Regions from separate parts of the Arachis hypogaea genome. Here region 2 is linked to region 1. The links are chromatin contacts, called in public Hi-C maps. All regions are on one chromosome and are shown on one strand. The core of a region is the stretch at or near the end of the contact, and the rest is flanking DNA. Distances in the headings are between cores, read along the strand shown.

Region 1 (2,553 bases), core at 31-2,530:
CAACTCACTAGTGGACAATTTTGTTTTGCACTCCAACTACCCTCCCTTTTAAAAAAATAAAAAAAAAGGAAATAAAAAATAAATTAAATCAAAGTTGGGTTAAAACAATGCTTCTCAGCTTATAAAGACAATTTTACTCTTCCAAGACCAAAAATATTATTTAAAAAAAAAAGAAAAAGCTATATATTCATTCAATTACAACGGAACAAAAATAGTATTTAATTAACACTAATTATCCAAATCAGTCATTAAAATTTTTAAAATTAGACATTTCAATCTTACAAAATTTAAAATACATAAAATAAATTTTAACATTTATTTTTATTAGATAATATAATTTTTTTGTTAGTCATTAACGGTGACTACATCTAATATTTCTTAGAAAGATTTAGAATTCACTGATTGTAATGTTACACAAAATAAAGTTGCAGTTAAAACTATTTGTGCTACTAAAATTAGCAATTATACCAAAAAAATAAATTTTTTAACTTAAGAATATTTTTTAAGTTTATTTTGAAAAAATAAAAAATATTTAAAATGACTGTTTTGAAATTTTTAAAATTTTTTAAGGACTGTTTCAAGATTTTTTAAACTCTTCTAGCATTATTTTTTACTTCACTCTAATAACTGAATTGTCTAGTTCAAATATATAAAAACTTAACAATTATGTGTGTAAGTTAACGTTTTACGTCAACAGTCATTTAATAGAAATAAACTATATTATCTAACAGACATAAACATTGAAGATTATTTTATATATTTTAAAATTTGAAAAACTAAAGTGTCTAATTTTAAAATTTTCAAGTACTTACCTTTCTAAAAATATTAAAATCTCAAGTAATATTTAGTCCATCCGCAACAAATAATATAAAACCTACAAAACGGATGGAGACTAGTAATTAAATAAAAAAATGATTTATTTTTTTATTTTTTACGATATTTTTTATTTTAATAAATTAAACACTAATTCATCATAAATTTAAATTTTACTTAAAAATTTGTCACTTACTAATAATCTACATACACAAGATAGAATAGCTAACCACTAAGTTATACTCGTTGATGATAAATTCTTTTTTTTTTTTTTTTTTTTTGAGGTTTTCATGGAGTTACAATTAACTAGATTATTTTTTTATTTTGGAATTTAAAAAAAATTGGTGCTGATTATATCACTGAATCATAGCTCAACTTGGTTGGTCCAGTCTTTATATCAATAGCCCAACCCAACTAATCAAAGTTTCTATGTTCACAATTGCATGCTACTCTAGTTTCGGTGTAAAATTAAAACTGTGAATGGAGCAGAATATCGGGTCCGGTCGGGCTCTGGGATGGGCTGGTTCCTCAAGCCTATACCTAAGACAAAAAAAAAAAAAGAAAAACTAGGGATGTTTATCGAAAGAAAAATAGAATTTTTAATTTTTTTTCACTCTCAATTGATTTTGTTGATTTTGTAAAGTGATTTTACATCATATAAGACCCTTTTTTTTCACGGTTTTTAATTTTGATATTGAGTTTATAATAATATTTAATAATATGTAAAATTTGGTGTGTTTTTTATATAGAGATTACAAATTTAACCATTCGATTTGAGAAATTTATTTTTTGTTTAAAACACAAAATCTATCATTCGATTTGTGAAGTAACACAAAACATATTCTTCGTGAATTTTAATTTTTTAAAATTTTTAAAACACAAAATCAGTCCTCCAATTTGTGTTTTAGTATTAATTTTTTTTAAATGTACAAATGAAATTCTCTAATTTATAATTATTTTCGTACTAAATTAAAACACATAACTTTTTATAATTAAAAATAATATAATAATATTTTTTATATAAAAAAATTTTTTTTACAAGTTTTTATTTGATCCTAGTTAAGTTTTAAATAGTGAGAGATAACATTTTACAAGATTAATTAAAAAAAATTTAAATAATCTATTTCCGACGAAAATAGTTTCTCGGCCAGTATCTATTACCTTTGAAAAGTTTTTTGTATGATGAAATTTCTGCCGACAATAAATCCCTTGAGTAATACCAAAAAATAAAAGAGAAAAAAGTTGCACACAGAAAATAAATAAATTGAATATCTCAATCAAGAAAGATGTTAAGTCATCCAATAATCAAGAAATCATTCATGAGATGTTAATTCCCATCTTGCGTGTATGATGATTTTAGAATTTTAGTTTCAACTAACTAATAAAAAAACAAAAATATTATTTGTACATAAAATTAGTCATTATGTATTTCTATATAGATATATTTTAAAAATATATATTTAGTATTTTAATATATATTTTATATTAGTGACTAATTTTAACGATTGATTTTGGTGTATATCTAACATGATTGAATAAAAAAAATTAAATATAAGTTTAATTTAAAAAAACGTCAAATTTAATTTTAATATCCATGTATCATGTATGTATGAGTTGTGATATCACCTTCTTTTTCCTTCTAAACTCTCATCATCAAGATTTTGTTTACTTATACTAATTAATTCCCAGCTTCATTCAAACACCAAATTGCGTAACTCAATTAGAAATTAAGCAATGAAC
Region 2 (2,553 bases), core at 28-2,527, 61 kb after region 1:
CATTGTATATATATTTTAAATATTTTTTTATAAAAAATAGGGTAAAAAACCCTAATAAGCCAAGGCAAGAAGTGTGTAACGTAAATACGCCAAACTGAAAATCATTTCAGCAATAAGCCAAACGCTATCTTTATGTAATTCGAACCAGGGTGGTTCGAACTACAAACGTTAGTAAATCGAACCAGGGTGGTTCGAATTAGCTGGAGAGGAACTTTGAATGTAATTCGAACCAATGTGGTTCGAACTCCAACCCCAGGTAATTCGAACTAACCTAGTTCAAACTATAAGCAAGTGTGCAACGTATGTAATTCGAACCAAGCTGGTTCGAATTACCCTTGGCGTGCTCCTTCATAAATTGAACCAAGCTGGTTCGAATTAGGGGTGATTCGGCTATATAAGGAGTTCGAATCACCCTCATTCGAACTATTATTCCTTCCCCCTACCCCACCAAATCTCAGAGAAAACGACCCAAATTCTCTTCGAGGAAGACCTGAACGGAATACTCTGCTGATGGGGGACGATCCGGCACCGTTATATCGCTTGGACGGAGTCGCTCATATAGCCGGGGTCATCAACGACGAGGTTAGTACGGAAATATTTTTGATTCTAGCGGTATTTGTGACTTAGTGGTTTTGCATGTGGGTTAGATGGTGGTTTATGTTAGTGGTTTATGTAGGTGGTTTATGTGAGGGGATTTTGTTGGTGGTTTATGTTAGTGGTTTAAGTTAGCGGTTTAAGTTAGTGGTTTATGTTAGTGGTTTAGGTTGGTGGTTTAGGGTAGTGGTTTATGTTAGTGGTTTAAGTTACTGGTTTATGTTAGTGGTTTATGTTGGTGGTTGATGTTACCGGTTTTTGTGAGTGGTTCATGCAAGCGGTTTATGTGAGTGGTTTAGGCTAGGTGGTTTTCGTTAGTGGTTTTATGTTGGTGATTTGTTTGACTTGTTTGATGGTAGTTGTTTTACGCTATCTGTTTTATGTAAACCGGTTTAGTTAAGCTATTTCTTGTTAGTGGATCTCGTTAAGCTGGTTTATGTTAGCGGTTTAGTTGTGCGGTCTATGGGTTTGTTTTCCAGTTGCTTATCTTTCCTGTAATGTTATGCGGTTTTATTTAGCAGAATGGTTTGTTGATGATTTATCGTGTTGCTTACGGTTGTGGTTGGTTTTTAAGCTGGTTCTAACTATGCGGTTCATTTCATGCGCAGCCCCAGCGATGCATTAGGAGCATGCGGCGGCAGCAGGGCATGCGACTTGATGACAGATACGTTTCGTACTTGCAGATGGCAGGTCTATACCATCTTGCAAGGTTGAACGACCGATGGTTCCGGCTAGACGAGGCCCTTGTCAGTGCATTCGTGGAGCGATGGCGTCCCGAGACGCACACGTTTCATATGCCGTTCGGAGAGTGCACGATCACACTCCAGGACGTGGCATACCAGCTGGGTTTGCTAGTGGACGGCCGTTACGTGAGCGGGTGCCTGTCAGAGTTTCATATATACATCGAGGGTGGCCATCCAGCTTGGGTCTGGTTCTAGGAGTTGCTCGGAGTTATACCTCCTCCTAGTCAGGTTCAGAAGTACGCAGTGAACTGCAGCTGGTTTCAGGAGACTTTTGGTGAGTGCCCTGAGGATGCAGATGAGGACACTGTGCGCCGATATGCCCGTGCGTACATCATGATGTTGTTGGGCACGCAGCTGTTTGCGGACAAGTCCGGGAACCGGATTCACATCAGATGGCTTCCGTATGTAGTGAGGCTGGAGGAGCTGGGTACCTACAGCTGGGGTTCTGCAGCACTGGCTTGGTTGTACCGGTGCATGTGCCGAGTGGCGAACAGACATGTCGTCAAGTTAGCGGGCCCGCTTCAGCTACTTCAGTCTTGGATCTTTTGGCGCTTTCCTCGGTTTAGGCCTGCAGGATATGAGACGTTCAGCTGGCCGTTGGCCTCGAGGTACTAGAAGCGGCCTTCTCTATTTCAATTTTACATACATAACTGCATATTCATTAATAGTCTATTGCATACTCTAAACACATATTTCAGTAGTTGTAACACATGTGTATGGTGCAGATGGTCAGGTTACAACCCTTCCGGGAGCAAGAAGGGTCCTAGAGTGGCGATGTGGAGGCTCAGGATAGACCGGTTACAGGACAGGGAGGTGAGTATGCTAGTTAACAAGTGTCCTTTTATAATCAAACTTTTCGAGTTGGGTCCAACAGTTGCCCTGACAAGGGTGAGTTCCTTGTGTTGTACAGTTTATATGGATGCCGTACAGTAGCCCCGACGTACTTCAGGTACTGCATCCAGAGGTTTTGGAGCCTCGGCATATGGCGTTGTGGCACTCTGTGACCGCGCTGATCTACTTTGCTGTCATAGAGTGGCATCAGATAGATCGTGTTCTTCCGCAGTTTGGAGGGGTACAGCCCCCTCCGCTTCCCGCCCTGAACATCGACTTTCTGATGTCCAAGGATGGGAGAGGGGGCGATCGATGGTTCCCGTCTTATTTGCAGAAGTGGCATCTCTACTGGGACTCTCGTCAGGAGAGTGTGCTGAGGTTCGAT

The links. Hi-C and Micro-C count contacts between places; a contact is called where the count stands out from the background.
Region 2: a contact with region 1 is called in a Hi-C map of an unstated tissue, with 4 times the contacts expected there. The contact joins the promoter of LOC140176585 here to the enhancer-like site in region 1. A contact is called at or near these places in 4 of 8 Hi-C or Micro-C datasets (leaf and an unstated tissue).

Annotation. Positions count from the first base shown.
Region 1 is chr12:5,615,186-5,617,738 of arahy.Tifrunner.gnm2.J5K5, forward strand. No RefSeq gene overlaps it. Among protein-coding and RNA genes, the nearest start is that of LOC112726559, 49 kb to the right of the region's middle. Within about 2 kb of position 1,281, at least 3 of the 3 cell types and tissues checked have open chromatin away from gene starts, as enhancers often do.
Region 2 is chr12:5,675,809-5,678,361 of arahy.Tifrunner.gnm2.J5K5, forward strand. It overlaps LOC140176585 (serine/threonine-protein phosphatase 7 long form homolog), which reads left to right and starts at 1,278. Exons shown (of 4, transcript XM_072208110.1): 1 at 1,278-1,340; 2 at 1,533-1,945; 3 at 2,063-2,150; 4 at 2,248-2,553. The coding sequence starts at 1,278.